Linked DNA regions of Gossypium raimondii: region 1 is linked to region 2. Evidence: chromatin contacts called from public Hi-C data. All regions are on one chromosome and are shown on one strand. Each heading gives the region's core, a stretch centred on a gene start, on an enhancer-like site or on the middle of the called end of the contact. The rest is flanking DNA. Distances are from core to core; before and after follow the strand shown.

The links. A called contact is a pair of places that touch in the nucleus more often than the background predicts.
Region 1: a contact with region 2 is called in a Hi-C map of leaf, with 5 times the contacts expected there. The contact joins the promoter of LOC105804315 here to the enhancer-like site in region 2. A contact is called at or near these places in 2 of 2 Hi-C or Micro-C datasets (both in leaf).

Annotation. Positions count from the first base shown.
Region 1 is chr11:20,873,591-20,877,961 of ASM2569854v1, forward strand. It overlaps LOC105804315 (RNA polymerase sigma factor sigA), which reads left to right and starts at 2,189. Exons shown (of 10, transcript XM_052624276.1): 1 at 2,189-2,359; 2 at 3,217-3,953; 3 at 4,048-4,246; 4 at 4,350-4,371. The coding sequence starts at 3,265.
Region 2 is chr11:20,793,607-20,797,857 of ASM2569854v1, forward strand. LOC105804317 (dual specificity protein kinase YAK1 homolog) reads left to right here. Exons shown (of 18, transcript XM_012636880.2): 17 at 1-291; 18 at 454-714. The coding sequence ends at 530. Among protein-coding and RNA genes, the nearest start is that of LOC105804317, 13 kb to the left of the region's middle. Within about 2 kb of position 1,530, the one cell type or tissue checked has open chromatin away from gene starts, as enhancers often do. A contact at or near this core is called in leaf, where this site is marked.

The DNA of each region.
Region 1 (4,371 bases), core at 939-3,438, 81 kb after region 2:
TTCGGCCAATTCATGTACCATTTTCAAGCATGAACCGAATTTTAATGCTTTTTGTGTGAACATGTTAAATACCTATGTGAACAGGATTTAAGTTATTGTGAACAACATAGATGCCGAATATCAATAGGCATTTTAGGCTTATAAATAGCTTACTTGTTTATTGTAAAAGGTTACAGAATTTGATTATTAAAACTTAATAGAACTTTTGTTCTTGTGAGGTTACCTCCTCTCTTCTTTCGTTCGAGTCTCGAAGCGACTTATCTAGCTTGCTAGTGGCGTCAATCCGAACTCCATTGAACTTATCACCGAACCGGTGTGGCGTTCAACCATATTATTATACCTTTGGTTCTTACCTCCATATAGGTAACGGGTCAAGGTCCACTTCTATCTTTCATCAAATTTCACCTTAAGCAATATAAGATTCGGGCAATACTTTTTAGTATTGAACATTCTTGACGTCTAAGTTCTATTTTCCATCTCCATCAATTACCTTTTTTCTAACCTACCTTGTTTCTATTCTAAACCAAACCTATCAACACCAAACCACTCATCTAAACCCCTCTCAAAGCTTCCGCAACCCTTAGCCTAAATCACCCAATTTTGACAACTCCAACTACTCCTCGTCGACGATTGGGCAACTTCGCGAAACGACTCGGTTAACCCGGGCCGGATCGTATCAGTTCCGTGACAAGTTCGGCATCAGATAACCTCCAATTATCTGAAGAATGTATGCCCGAGCATATCGTATTCTTTCTAGTTCGGTTGAATCATCACCCGGATCCAGGAATATGTCTCGTAACCAGCCCATCTCGATCCGACCTCCGTTAATATTCTTCGGAATAGCACTCAAAAGCTTGTAGCATACCGCTCCACAATCACCAGATTGAACAGACCCGGTGACTGCGTACCCGTCCACCGGCAATCCCAATTGCAAATTGACATCTTCCAAAGTGATATGGAATGTGTGCATCTTGGGTCTCCACCTCTCAATCAACGCACTGATAAGTTTCGAGTCCAACTTGCATCCCTGGCCTACCGTCGCCAAGTGCTAAAAACCCGCCTCCCGCAGGTAATTCTCTACCAACAGTGATGGAGGACAATGCATATTACGAATGTAGCATTGCAATATCCGATCTACAGGCTTTTATAACAAATAATAAAATAATAATTATTTAAAATTGCATAAATAAAAAAATCTTAAATAATATTTAAAAATTAAAGTTAACACTTACCATTTTCATTTGTTCGACGGATATGTGCTTGTCATCAAGACGAATCAATTCTCCGGCCATTGCTAAATTGGTACAAATTTTTACGATTTAAAAAAAATTCAAAAAAATAAAATTTAAAACTTTTTTAAAAATAATTAAAAAAATTAAAGCTCTTTTAAATAGATATTTGAGAGGAAATTGAGAGAAATTTGAGAGAATATTAGAGAGAAATTGAGAGAAAGGATTTAGTTGTGAAGAAAATGAAATGGGGTTTATAAGTTTTTTTTTACCGTTGGGGGGGTCACCAACGGTAAAAAAAGCAGCCATTGCTACTATTCACGCGCAGGCAAAACGCTTCTCCAAGGAAGCGCTTACGTGGCAGGAAAACGCGTCCTTGAGGGAGCGATTTCTGTCTACGTAGGCAAAACGCTTCCTCAGATACGCGTTTTCCTGCCACGTCTCCTAACATCGCACTGACATGAATGCGCTTTCGAGGAATTGGGCTATTTCGATAAATGATTATTTACCAGGCCTATATCGATAAATATTTTTTAAAAAAAACTTTTATATGTAATTTGCCCGCAATACTAAATATTAGTTTAGATAAAAATATAAAAGAAAAGAAAAACGAAGTAACGGGAGTGAGGCACACTGTTTGTTGGGGGATGACGTGGAAGTGGGCCCATCATTCATCGATATTTGCTCACATTTGTTATTAGTTAATTTGTTAGTGGTGCCCAAACCCAACCCATCCTCAAATATATGAAACAGATTAAACCGAGAAAAAAATCCCCAAAAAATAAAAACAGAGAAGCGAAATGGAAAGCTATGCACCACTCAAACATGGACCCAATATCTAGTGTAGCCAATGGAATCTATCTTCTCTATATCCTTTATGTCCATTTTGCACCCTTTCTTCTTCAATTTTATCATAAAATTAAATCCCAACATAATCACTATATATATATTTTTACAAATTATTAAATCTAAAAAAGCTTCTAGTTTCTAAAACAAACTCCGGAATACCGGTTCCAAACTCTTTCCTCTTCCTTTGCTAACTGTTCTACTTTACACTTTGGAACACACGTCTTTCTTTCTTCTTCTTGTTTCTTTCATTTCCTTCTTGTTGTAGCTGGCAATTTTTTAAGGTAAGCTTTTGGTCATTGCCTTTTACAGACCTTGATCTTTCTATCAAGTTTGTTTTGATAAGATGTTCATGTTCGTTTTCTCCCCTTCTCTTACGTGGATATGGGTTGTTGTTTTTGTTCATAAACAAGTGAAAAGTACATAATTTAGGTGAAAGAGATAGAAATTTGTTCCATTTACAGCTATAAGTTTGCTATGTGTTTGCATAAATGACTGAACTTTGTGATCATAATTCAATTTAATAATAACAATAAAACTTGGGTTCTGCTTAAAAATTAATTTTCTTTGTTGTGGAGACATCCAAGTTAGAAGATATTTCTTAAGATTAGGTGGTTTACAAGCTTAAAAATATAAGTTTTAGAGGAAGATTGAGCATAGAAGAATGAATTAGTTTTTGTGTTCCAAATTTCCAGATTCTTTGTTATTTATAACTAGTTTCAGATCTTGAAGTATCAGTCATTTAATGCGTTAAAATACTTCAAATATCAAACCATTTGTTGTTGTGTTCACATGGTTGTAGGATTCTCATACAATTAGGGGTTTTTTTTAAAAAGATTTTGGTCAAACCATCATGAGCTACATCTTTCCGGGATTTACTTGAATTAGATAAAACCTTGTGTTACTGATTGGGAAAAACCAACCTTTTTCATTCCTTTACTTGTTTCATTTATTTATCTATCTATTTTAGTTTAGTTTCTCATTGCCATATAGTTTATGTATATGAAATAAATAATCCTAGCTTCTTTTACCCTCTTTGTAGCAGTGTCATACAGGAGATTTAGAGTACAAGAGGAGAATATTTTTGTTTAGCTTAGTCGCCTACGGGATATAACGGTTGAATTGTTTTAATTTTGACAAGCGTGCTAAATTGTGTGATGGTAATTGTATCAAAGTGAGAAGAATCTGTATGATGGCCACTGCTGCTGTGATTGGACTTAGCACCGGAAAGAGACTCTTGAGCTCTTCCTTTTCTTATTCGGAAACCGTAGATAAGCTGTCGTATGCTGGTGATTATGGATCTTCATATTATCAAACTCCTTCCACAAAGACTTTAATGGTTGCAAAAAGATCATCTAATTGTAGCCAAAATCTTCCATCATCCAATCGGCACACGCAGTCAATTAAAGCTTTTAAAGAGCATGTGGATACTGCATCCAGTATTTCAACAGTAGAGCCTTGGATCCATGGAACCAATGACTTAGAACAAGAAAGCTATGATCTTGACTACTCTGTAGAGGCTCTTCTTTTGCTTCAGAAGTCTATGCTGGAAAAGCAATGGACACTTTCTTTTGAGAGGACGATGTTCACTGAATCACCAAGTCGAAAAACTCACAACAAGGTACCTGTTACATGTTCTGGGGTGTCTGCTCGGCAACGAAGATTCAGTACTAAGAGGAAGATTCTGAGCCAAAATAAATCAATGATACAACCTAACGCTAAGCAGCTAAGATCATTGATCGGGCCAGAGCTGCTTCAAAATCGCTTGAAGGGTTATGTGAAGGGTGTAGTGAGTGAAGATTTGCTTAGCCATGCGGAAGTTGTGCGCTTGTCAAGGAAAATCAAAGCTGGACTTTCCTTGGAGGAGCACAGATTAAGGTAATGATTTATGATGTTGTATTAGATGAATCATTCTAATTCAAAACCATTAAATTCTTGAAACTTTTTTCTTACTGTTTTCCTGGAAATCTAGATTGAAGGAGAGACTGGGATGTGAGCCATCTGATGAACAGCTTGCAACTTCCTTGAAAGTTTCTCGTGCTGAGTTACGGTCAAGGTCAATCGAATGTTCTTTGGCAAGAGAAAAATTGGCAATGAGCAACGTTCGCTTGGTTATGTCGATAGCTCAAAGATATGATAACATGGGTGCTGAAATGTCTGATCTTATTCAGGTAATCTACTACATCAATTGCCATAGACGCATGATAAATCAATCTGCTGACACTAGCTATATCAAACTATGGACTTTTATGAACTTGGTTGTTTTATGTGTAGGGTGGTTTGATCGGACTATTGC
Region 2 (4,251 bases), core at 280-2,779:
GTCCTATAGGATTTTCACATTTGGAAGTGGGTAGTCCTCCTTCAACTAACGATTGGCATACTGGGTATCCCCGCTTTACTTCAAAGCAATCTCACTTCACACCACATATGACACAAAATTATCCCAGTCGGTTGGGGCAACAAACCCTTCCGCGATTCAATCATGGGAGATCCACTGGTGCTCGAAGTAGTGAATGGAATCAGATGAAAGTCCAACTCCCTCCTCCTAGCTTTAATTCAGGGGGACCACGTTCTCCTGGGAATAGTTCATTTAGTAATGGCATGCCATGGGGTACTTCCTATCTTTACACCATCAAACTACTTTTAGTTACCTCCTATTCCACTTTGTAATTTCATAGGGCTTCTTGTATTGATCTATATGATATTTGTTGGATAATTTAGGGAATAGAATGAACTGATTCCATTTTACTTGATCCTGGCATTGTTAATGTAGGGCGTAGGGCTAATCATCCCGTCTCAAATATTCCATCGGCATCCCGTGGAAGAAAGGACTATGGAAGGATTGCTTAATGGTGGAATCAACTTTAATTTTTTATGGCGTGGGATTATGTTTTGGGTGTTTGACAAAGAAATTTGTACTCGATAGTTCACTTAACTAGTGAGCTCATTATAAGCAAATGCTCATCCAGACCATGCTCATTCGTTGTGCTTTTCATAAATATAATTCATGGTGATTGTTTTGCTTGTCTTCCTACATTTTGCATGCAATCGCTACTCTTTTGTTAATGATGCTCGAGTGGTCCTGGGCCTGGTCCAGGTCCTTGCTTGTATTTCCAAAAGGCTAGATTTCTAATTAAGTTCAATTCTTGAAACTGCTTTTTAACTTGTTTGAGGAATTTAATCATATTACTAAGTCAATCAAAGCAGCTTCTGAAAAGTACTCGAGAGGAAGTTCAGGTTTGAGCCGATATCTTCAATTAGTGGTAGAGTATATTTATTTTATATGCATGATCTGTTGATCTGAAATTCTTTCCTTTTTGATGTTTACACTCTTGGTGATCGGGGAACTGAAGATTCTCCAAGAAGCCAATTTGCGTGATCTTATTGTTTCTCAATTGTGTTTCTGTTCCTACAATTACGAAGACTTGTAGAAATATACCAAGTCTTACTAAGATTTATGTTGTCAATCAATGTGCGAGATCCTGTCATCATCTCTCTCTCTCTCTCTATATATATTCTTCAAAAAATTGCTTTAAGAAAATAAAATCTTGTATGTTGTTGCTTGAAGACTGACAGCAGCTATGTTTACCTGGACTTTGGATAGATTGTCAAATATGGATATGTTTGTCTTCTTTAAGGCTTTTTTATATACTTTTGAAGAATGATACCTTTATATCCATATGTAAATGTGTCAAACACAGAGTCCGGGAAACATAAGGAGTTTGTGCGATGATACCCTCTGGCCTTCTGAGTTTGCATTCTGCCGCAAAGCCTAGAATGTTCTCTGGGTCAAGATTTTATGTGACTCTTCACTGCAAGTGTGGCTGCAAAACATGGTCGCACGTGCTTTAAAGAGGTAGGTTATGAGGTACTGTCTTAACAAGACTATCATAATCATGACTGAGTCTTTCAGTACTAGGTCTAGAATGGGGAAGGGTATGTAGGTAGAGTGCGATTTATAAGCTGAAGAATTTTTAGACTTTTTAAAAGAACAGGTTTTTACAGAAGAGAAAGCTAAAAAGAAAAGAAAACTAAGTTATAAACGATAAACTTAAGATGCCTATGCAAATGAATTCTCCTCTCTATTTATAGAGGGACTTAAAAAATTCTATACAATTGTATTTTGAATCCCGAACAGTGTTTTTGGTAAGGATTCGGCTTCAAACGGATGTGGCTGCTTCCACGTCTCATTTGTCTTGTTGCTTCTTTAATTGCATGGTTATGATTGTTTCCACGTTACATGCTTGAGTTAATGGCCGCTTCCATCACTGCTTGCGTCATCATTGTTTTGATGATAGCTTCCACGTTGCAAGACTTTTTTGTTTGCATCTGGATTTCTTCTTTTGTCTCATCATGGATTTGATGATGACTTTCATGTTGCCAATCTTTGTTGTTGGTATGTGAATTTCTTTCTTTTCATGTTGCTATCTTTTTGACTTCAACCTTCTTGCATATTAATTAGATTCATTTCTTCTATTTCATCTAGATTTAATGAATCTAGTAAAGTTCCTGGTGAGTTCCAAGCTTTCCATGTACTTCTGATTTGTTCTAGAAGATGAGATAGATAATCTTCAATTTCTGTATCAGTTATCTTTTTTAATAGCCTTAAAGATTCTTCATCTCTATTTTCTTGGATATCTCCAGTATAATATGCCAATATTCTTCTTCCATCGGTCCATAGTTGATAAATTTCTTGTTGAAGAAGATCTTGGGCTGTTGCTACAATATTAATCCCTGTTTGGGTTTGATAATAATTTGGATCATTATAACACCTGTCAATGTTTTTTGCCAAGTGTTCTTTGACCTCTTTTACAGCGGATAATCGGGAATTTTCGAGCATCATATGAATCTCCCATATTTGATATGGTTGATGAATTTTTTTTTCAGCAATACCAATAAAACTACTAATTTTGATATAGAAATAATAGAAAAAGTCATCATTGCTTTTGATGGTTTGTAGTAAGGATTTTACTACTGCTGGAAAATCTTTTAAAAGATGAAAGGAAAGATTTTCTACGAGTATTTCTCTTACAAATCCCCATTCAATACTGGTTATATCGAACGGTTCGTGATCCAATCTAAATTTCATAGTTGGAAAACTTTCACCTATAAAATTTGTAAAAACATAATATTGTATAAAATATTCAGAAAAAGATTTTTGGAATTGAGTCTGCTGGTTACAGATTATTCCATTGATTTTATTGAATATTTCTACCGGTAAAATCTGTCTAGATTTGTTATATAAACAGATTTTAAATACCTTATTCATAATAGAGTTGTTTTTCCTTTATGAATAAAATATTAAAAATATCAAGAAGATTGTTTATCTCATGAATTCCATTTGAAATTCATCCGTATCAAACATATTTTAGTAATAAATCTTCAGCTTCATTTTCCTTAGTTGTTTTTTCAACTAAAAATAATGAAAACTGTGTAAGAGCTCTTTTGAAATTGGCTCTTTGATTTGAAATATGGGTTTTCCATATCTCGTTTATAAAACTATAAAACTCTGGTGGTATACCAGGATTATAAAAATCTTTTACTTTTAAAAGATATTTTGTTTCTTGAATTTGTTGTTGTTTCAACAAATTTTCTGCTCCCATGATAATTTTAGCATAACTGGTTTGTGATGCCAAATTTTGATCTTGTGAACATTGTGATCGACTCACCTTTTTTGGGGTCGATGAAGAAATGTTTCCAACTGGTTGGTTTACCATTGGATAAGACACATAATATCCCTGGTTAGGATAAAATGGTATTTGAGCAGGTACAAATCCTTTTTTTGGAGTTCGATTCTGCTTTACATTTGTTAGGTTGTTTGTGAACGGTAGTCCATTCACCAACTATTTTTTGTAGAGGTTTTTTACCTCTATCCATAGGGCTTTCTAAGATAATTAGCAATTATATTATCAGTACCTTTCACATATAAAACTTCAAAATTAAAGGTACATAATTCATTATACCATCTGCTTCTCCTAGGAACAGTTTCCAAAATTTTATTAGTAAGGAATTATTTTACTTGCTGGTTATTAGTTTTATAATAAACTTTTTAGGTGCTAAATATATAAGGAAATTTTTATTCCTTTTTTATTGCTAATAGTTCTTTTTCATAAATGACATAATTAACCTCATTAGGTTTAAATTTTCTAGAATTATAGCCACATATTAATTCTTCATTATTAGTCGTTTTAGCTTTTAAAATACATCCCCAATGATTTTGTGATGCATCTGTTTCTAATATTAATTTATCACCTTGTTTAGGTAAATAAACTTTTGGATTCGATTTATTTGATTTGAATTTTTAATAATTTCGAGTCTGCATTTTAGACCGCTTAAAAGGTTTATCCTTTTTAATTTTTCATATAACTCACCTATTTTTTCAGATAAGTTAGGAAAGAAATTTCTTCCATAATTAACTATCCCTAAAAATTGTTGAAGTTGTTTTTATCTTCAATATTTTCAGAAATACTTTTATTTTTACTATAATATGATCTTGGAGTTTAAGACCATTTGCAGATAATTTTAATCCTAAAAATTCTATCTCCGTTTTCTCTAGCTCTATCTTTTAGGA